Linked DNA regions of Sus scrofa: region 1 is linked to region 2. The links are chromatin contacts, called in public HiChIP or PLAC-seq maps. All regions are on one chromosome and are shown on one strand. Each heading gives the region's core, a stretch centred on a gene start, on an enhancer-like site or on the middle of the called end of the contact. The rest is flanking DNA. Distances are from core to core; before and after follow the strand shown.

The links. HiChIP or PLAC-seq counts read pairs in DNA pulled down with a chosen protein or histone mark.
Region 1: a contact with region 2 is called in an H3K27ac HiChIP or PLAC-seq map of alveolar macrophages. The contact joins the promoter of ULK3 here to the promoter of FAM219B in region 2. A contact is called at or near these places in 1 of 5 promoter capture datasets (liver), 3 of 47 Hi-C or Micro-C datasets (embryonic fibroblasts, liver and skeletal muscle) and 2 of 2 datasets of contacts at active chromatin or transcription factors (alveolar macrophages and skeletal muscle).

What each region holds. Positions count from the first base shown.
Region 1 is chr7:58,697,635-58,701,436 of Sscrofa11.1, forward strand. It overlaps ULK3 (serine/threonine-protein kinase ULK3), which reads left to right and starts at 2,355. Exons shown (of 15, transcript XM_021099044.1): 1 at 2,355-2,583; 2 at 3,278-3,418; 3 at 3,503-3,623. The coding sequence starts at 2,482. SCAMP2 (secretory carrier membrane protein 2) reads left to right here. Exons shown (of 9, transcript NM_001243492.1): 9 at 1-1,506. The coding sequence ends at 127.
Region 2 is chr7:58,648,708-58,652,530 of Sscrofa11.1, forward strand. It overlaps FAM219B (family with sequence similarity 219 member B), which reads left to right and starts at 2,063. Exons shown (of 5, transcript NM_001243582.1): 1 at 2,063-2,264; 2 at 2,469-2,556; 3 at 3,269-3,346; 4 at 3,772-3,820. The coding sequence starts at 2,066.

The DNA.
Region 1 (3,802 bases), core at 1,105-3,604, 49 kb after region 2:
CCTGTACCGCCGGACTGGGGCCAGCTTCCAGCAGGCCCAAGAGGAGTTTTCCCAGGGCATCTTCAGCAGCAGGACCTTCCAGAGCGCCGCCTCATCTGCTGCCCGAGGAGCCTTCCAGGGGAATTAGTCCTCTTGCCTCTCCTCCCTTTGGCCCAGCCCTTTCTCTCAACCTGCCTTCTGAGCTGCACTTTCTGTGGGTGCCTTACGCAGTGGTTATGCCCAGCACAGACCTGGGGAGGGTCTCGCCCGTGTTTCTTCCTCCTTCCTCAGCAGCCAGCTGTCCCTTCCACTTGAGGAAAGGGGAGGGAGGGACAGGGACTTTTTTTTACACAGGAGAAAAGAGGAAAACAAAGCTATCATTCCTTCTCTGGTGGTGGTTTGGTAGGGTTTTTGGTCCCTCTGGAGACAGTGGGACTGAAGTTCTCTTCTACACACACACGCACACGCGCACACACACACGTACACATTTGGGATCGCCAGCTGCCCTGGGCCCACCACAGCTGGAGTTTTCTTTCTGTCGGGGTCCTGAGACACCACTCTTACCTGAGCAGGCCTGGCCTGAATCTGGCTCCACAGGCCCGCTCTTCCTTCCTAGCCAGGCTGAGGAGGTCTCCTAAGGGCTCCCCTTTAGATGAGCTGAAGTCTGGGCTCTGTTCCCCAGGTCAGTCTCGGGTGGTCTTTGGGCTTCCAGAGCCTCTGGCCTGGTTGCTCCAGCCTTACGTTTCTCACAGTTTCACAACCCTTTAGACCCGTTCCCTCCTGGTATGGGCAGTACCCTCTGGGGTGCTCCTTGAACCCTTTCCTCTTTAGACTTACTGAATGTGCAATGGGGTTGGTTGGGATTTGGGGATGGGGAGAGCTCGAGGACACTGACCCCAAGTTGTCCTGACCAGCCTTTGGCAGTCTTCTAGGAGAGTGGGTCGCACTGTTCTGGTGTGGTTTGTTTTTGGTCCTGTTTGTTTTGATTTCCTCTCTTCCTGAGGGACAGCTGCCCTTTACCTTGCCCCCCACCCCCCGCATCAGCAATATCTAGCTTGTATGACTCTTAGGGAGGGCAGGGGGAATCAGTCCAGAAATGCATCCTTCAGACTGGACTGATGAGCCACCTTTTTGAGAGTTCCAGACTAATCCTCCAGGGTTCCTCCCATACTTCAAGTAGAGACTAGGTCACCTTCTTCTAGTCCTGGGGATTTCCCAGGACATGTGTCACTGTGATGGGTACCTAGTAGTTCAGAGTTAAAACCTGTACCGTGTCCACCACAGGTGGTACAAGTGGGTGTGTGGACTGAGGGGACATCTCAAAAAACTGGCTTGCCTTAGGTCTCTAGGTCCTGGGCCCATCTCAGGCAGCCCACAGGATGCCACCCCATACAGCCCCAGAGCCACTGGATGATAATGTCAGTGACGACGGTTTTGTAAACTCCTTTCTGGTATTTTTTTCTCCATGTAAAAATGTATATGTTATGTCTCAATTTTTGTCCTTAAATAAAACAAGACATTTTCAGACAACATTGGTCCTCGTGTCTGCTGGACTTGGGAAGTGGGAGAGGCCCACAGGGTAGGTGGGGGCTGAGGCACGCCAGCCTCAGGCAGGAAGGGACAGTGAAGATGCTGCATCTGGCCACTCCACTCCCTGGCTGGTCTGTGACAGGCCAAGGCCCTCACCCCTGGGGCTAAGCCCCTTACTGAGACTGTTTGGCCTCTTCTGTGGTAATTTCTTTTCCTTCTTTTTCTTTTCTTTCTTTTCTTTCTTTCTTTCTTTTTTTTTTTTTTTTTTTTTTGTCTTTTTAGGGCCTCACCCATGGCATAGGGAGGTTCCCAGGCTAGGGGTCGAATTGGAGCTATAGCTGCTGGCCTACACCACAGCCACAGCAATGCAGGATCTGAGCCACATCTGCAACCTACACCACAGTTGGTGGCAACAGCAGGATCCTTAACCCATTGAGCGAGGCCGGGGACTGAATCCACGTCCTCATGGATACTAGTCGGGTTTGTTAACCACTGAGCCACGATGGGAACACCCTGGTGGTAATTTCTTGTACCAGTACTTTCACGTTCGGAGCTGCTGGTCTTGGGGAAAGGGGGCCTCTTGGAATCTTCCCTACATTTTACACACCTGCGCAGCAGGACTCCTCCTCTGTCTTCCCGTGGTCGATCTCTAGGATGCTGTCTGAACCTGGATGAAATTCCCCGAGTGATCTGTCTGCCGGCTCCTGCTCACTTCTATTCAGCCTGCCCAAGTAGGTCTTGTGCGTACTGGCAGATCATGTGATTTCCAGGGCCGGTGGGGGCGGACGCCCTGGACGAGCATCTGGGGGGTGGGGAGCCCCGCCCAGCCCGCCGTGCTGCACTTCCGGCGGGCGGCGCTGGGGGCAGTGTGGAGTCCACTCCGGCCGCGTCGCGCTCTACCCTCTCGGCTCCCAGCCGGAACCCTGCGCCGGGAACCAGGAAGCGCCCGGCGGCTGGCGCGGGGCGGTCGGGATGGCAGGGCCAGGTTGGGGTCCCCCGCGGCTGGAAGGCTTCATCCTCACCGAGCGCCTGGGCAGTGGCACGTACGCGACGGTGTACAAGGCCTACGCCAAGGTGGGTGCGGGGCGCCCCGGGGTTTCTGTGAAAGGCAGGATCTGGGGGCACGAGAACTTCTGAGGGCCTGGTCTCCGTGCCCGCAAGAGCAAGTCGACGGCGAGCAAGCCGAGCCGGGTGCTGGGCCGGAAACTAGGAGAGGTTAGAGACGGCGTGAGAGGCACTCGGGGCTCACATCTGCCTTGTCCCTCCCAGGTTCTGTGGAGGGGGTGGGAGGTGACCGCCACAAATAGGCCTTCAAAACCAACACACGCGCACACACCCATTTTGTGTGGAGACACAGGTGGAATCCTCCATGCAGCCTCTGTGTCAGTGGCCCCAGAATAGGCTCACAACAGGGGGGGGGGGGGCGGTCTCTGTGGGCTGGGAGGAGTCTGGGGCAGGGTTCTAGGAGACTGGACCCACGGAGGACGCAGAGTGTGCGGTGTAGAGCAGGAAAGGGCATTCCTCAGCAGGGGCGCCTAGAACTCAGTGAAAGGGATTGTGGAGCAGAGAACACCAGGCTTGTGGGGAAGCTGAAATTCCAGAATCTGGGTGCCTCATTGGCCTGGGAAGGGGCAGCTGGGAAGCCTGGAGCGGGTGTGAGTGGGCAGGCCCAGTGAGGGGGAGAGGGCCAGAGGAACCAGAGCCCTTCTGGCCACACATGGTCCCTGGTTTTCTCAAGGCAGAGCTCTCAAATCTCCTGTCCCCACAGAAGGACACTCGTGAGGTGGTAGCCATAAAGTGTGTGGCCAAGAAGAGTCTGAACAAGGCATCTGTGGAAAACCTCCTGACAGAGATTGAGATCCTCAAGGGCATTCGACACCCACACATCGTGCAGCTGAAGGACTTCCAGGTGTGGACCTGCGGCGGGGCCACCCCCAAAGAGGGCTGGAGAAAGGACCCTCTCTCCAAGCCTCCTCTCTGCCTCTCATCACAGTGGGACAGTGACAACATCTACCTCATCATGGAGTTCTGTGCAGGAGGTGACCTCTCTCGCTTCATCCATACCCGCAGGATTCTGCCTGAGAAGGTGGCTCGGGTCTTCATGCAGCAGTTGGGTAAAAGCCTCTGAATGCAGTCTGCAACCTCTTCCCGTGATCTCTGCTCTCTCACCCACCCCTGCCCCTGGCTTAGAGCTCTGGCACTCTTAGCAGTTGCCTCTCATCCCAGCTTGGATTTGTAGGGCCCCTCCTTCCTAGGTGCCCATCTCTGGCTTAAGGATGCTGTGAGAAAGACA
Region 2 (3,823 bases), core at 813-3,312:
GGTACCATTCCAAGCACCTTAGGATTTAACCTTATAAATTCTATTATGCAAGTACTATTAAAATCCCTGTTCCTCAAATAAGGACACAGATAAAGAATTAAAATCTGGGTTCAGGGCTCATATTCAATGACATAACAATTAGCTGAGCACTAGTAATGGGAGACCCAGAGTGACATGGATGGGTGACTTTTTGGCTACTAGTTCCTGGAGATTTTGTAATGTGGAAAGGTTCTGGTCACATTTTTTTGGCCCTTAGTGAAATATCCATCAGCTTAACAGGCAGCAATAGCCATGAGGAAAACCACCTCTTTGGAGTCCACAGGCTAGGTTCGAATTCCAGGTTTACCACCTAACTGGCGAATCCAACCAAATGTAAGCATCATTTGCTTAACAGAAGTAGTAGTCAAAAGGAGAAAATATTGAGTCATATGAAGTCGTTGCTTCTGGAGGTCAAAAATGGTGGAATCAACCAAAATAGCATTCCTTTATGCTTCTGATTTTTCTTTTTGGGGGCACAGGAGTTCCTGGACCAGGGATGGAACCCACGCCACTGCAGCTACCCAAGCTGCTGTAGTGACAATGCTGGATTCTTAACTCACTGTGCCACGAAAGAACTCTGCTTCTCATTTTTCAAAAAATTTAGTTCTAGGAGTTCTCATTGTGGTTCAGCAGAAACAAACCCTACTAGTATCCATGAGGATTCAGACTAAGGATCCCGAGTTGATGTGGCTGTGGCATAGGCCTGCACCTGCCGCTCTGATTCCACCCCTAGCCTGGGAACTTTCATATGCCGCACCTGTGGCTCTAAAAAATAAAACTTTAAAAAACGCAGTCATAAATTATTTTCTCCTATCCCGCCTAATCACACTCCCACTCAACTGTTTTTGTGGCCCTGGAGGCTCATAAGTTGTACATTTTTGAACTACCCTGTGGAGACTAATAAATTAGCCTTGGGACAGCCTCATGAGATTTCGCAGTTACTACAAGGATCTGGAGCTACTTACCAGCCAGCTACAAACACATCCCTTGGGGGCCAGAGAAGTCACGAGCTGTGACAGCTCCGGCCTGGACACACTTTCATTCTTCTTCCCAAGGCCTATTTTGCCCTTGTTTGTCGCTGTAAGAAGGGTAGTGATATTGGTTCCATTTTAAAACGTGGAAACTGGAGTTCCCGGTGGAGCAGCAGAAACGAATCCGACTAAGAGCCATGAGGATGCGGGTTCCACCCCTGGCCTCACTCAGTGGGTTAAGGATCCGGCGCTGCCGTGAGCTGTGGTGTAGGTTGCAGACACTGCTTGGATCCCGCGTTGCTGTGGCTGTGGCATAGGCCGGCAGCTGTAGCTCCGATTAGACCCGGTAGGCTGGAAACCTCCATATGCCACGGGTGCGGCCCTAAAAAGACAAAAAATAATAATAATATGTGAAAACTGAGTCCTAGAGAGAGTCAGCCTCATCCAAGGTCTCAGGCATTGCGTGGTGTTGGAAATAACCTGGACTTGACATTAGAGTATCAGCGCAGGCAGTGTCTCTGGTTGTGTGACCTCCACAAGGTCTTTAAACTGTTTTCCCGCGCCTAGTTTCTTTTCTGGAGAAGGGCGCTGACACGTTCCTGTCTCCTACTGCTCTTTCTGGTTCAATCCAAGCTCTCCCCGGTCCGCCCTGGGGGAGCTGCGGCTGTGGCAAGAGGACCCATGCGCAGATACCACGAGGAGCGCGTGCGCACCAGGGCGCAAAGAGCTCGAAGTCCGCAGGTGCACATCCGCGGCCACCCCGAAAATATTGATATTTAATTTCCACTAGAGAAAAAATTTAGTTTGACAGCCAGGAACTCAGGCCAACTAAAAGCACGTGGTGTGCCAGAAAGGCGGGACTGCAGCAATCCAAACCCTCCGGAAGGGCGGAACAATTGAGCCAACCCCGCAACTGATGGGACCGGAAAGCTCAGGCGGGTACAATCTGCGCCCGCGCGCCGCCATCTTGCTCGAGGAGAGACCGCCTCCTTCCCGGTTGCTGGCTGGTTAGCCAGGAGGCGGGGCTCCACCACCCGGAGGGGCGTGGCCAAGCGATGGCGACAGCGGAGCCCAGTGGGCACGCGGTTCTGGCGTCCGTTCTGGGACCCCGGCCCAGCGGTGCTGGGTCTGCAGGTCCGCCCTCCGGCCGAAGCGGTATTGGAGTACCCCGGCTTGGGGAGCGGACTCTGGCTGCTGTGGAGAAGCGGGGGCCATACATGGTGACGCGCGCGCCTTCCATTCAGGCCAAGTTGCGTGAGTGCTGCCTGGTGGGGGTTCTCTGCCGGGGCGGGCTGCTGTGTCCCCGGGCGGGCTCCGGAGCCGCACCGGGGCGACCCTGGAGGGGCACCTGCAGCCCGCTCCCGCACCTCAAAATCCGTTCGGAGAGCGGGCTCCTGGCGTTTGGGATACACTGCGGAATGGGGAGGATCCCTCTGACTGCGGCCCTTTGACTTCCAGAGAAACACCGGGACCTGGCCAAGGCAGTTTTGCGGAGAAAGGGCATGCTGGGTGCCGCGCCGAACCGCCCCGACTCTTCAGGAAAAAGGTCTCAGCAAGCGCCACTTCCTCTGTGCAACCGTTTCCAGAGAAGGCTTTAGTGTTCAGGCCGGGAGACAGAAAGCAAACACACGTTTAGGGGCCGAACTAGTGATTCCCCTGAAGCCAACCTGTCAGGTTCACTGCATTAAAATGAGAAGAGGAACCACCTTTTCTTTTCCTTCTAGAATGTGATGATTTCAAGGAAAGGGCTTTGGAATAAGTTTTGTCAGTGAGTAGGGTCATTCACTAAGTTAGGGAGGAATATAGTGGCTGGGGCCCCAAAGAGTGAGGATGGAGAGCAGTGTGGGAAGTCAGGGCTGTTTGTTTGCTTCTAACAGAATGGTAAACTCTAAGGATTGGGTGGGACTTTATCCAGGGCCTCTCTTACAAATAAGGGCTAAAGCAGGTGAAGGAATTTGCCTAAGAACTTTTTCTGTTCCCTGGTTAAATTAGGTGGGGAGACAGGGCTTTTCCCAATTCATTAAAGAGGGGGTGTGCTTTTCTTCAGGAGCAGCAGGGGGAGTGGTGTGAGGAAGTGCATATTCTGAGGAGCTGTAGCCACATACATGGCAGGCAGTGGTGGCTGTGTGACCAGGTAGAAGGCAAGTCAGGAGTAGTGCCATCAGTTGGGTTTTTTCCCATAAGGGTGAGGACTCTGGCTTTCGCTGCGAAAAGCTGGTGCTTTACCTATGCTTGGTTTTCCCCCCATCTCCCCTTAGGTCAGTGAAGTTTAACAAGGGCTATACTGCTCTTAGTCAGAGTCCAGATGAAAACCTGGTGTCCCTTGACTCTGACAGGTAAGTGCACTCCTTGGAAATACCCTTGGGGAGTGATTTGGGTAAAATTGCAGATCACTTGCTTTGCTTATTCCCTGTCTCTTCCAAGACCTTTTGTGCATGTTCCAGGGCTGCACTATCCCTTCCCAGGATGGCTTGCTTAGAGGACTCATAGGTCATCTTGCTGCTCTTGGATTTGAAGCACCAACCTTATCTGGGGAAATCATCCTACCCTATAATGTCTGCACTGTTAGTGCCAGTGACCCTGTCCCTGCTGGAGCCAGTGGAAGGAGCTATTTATACTCATGGCACATTCTGGGCTTGAGTTTTATGGTGTGTGGTCTTTGCTTCACAAGTCCCCCAAACCCCTTTGCATGCTCTGCACCGTGCTGTTTATAGCTGTACTCCACAGGCATCTCCCTGATCTGACTGTCTTCATCTTCTAGTGATGGGGAGCTGGAATCCAGATACTCCTCCGGGTATTCCTCTGCAGAGGCA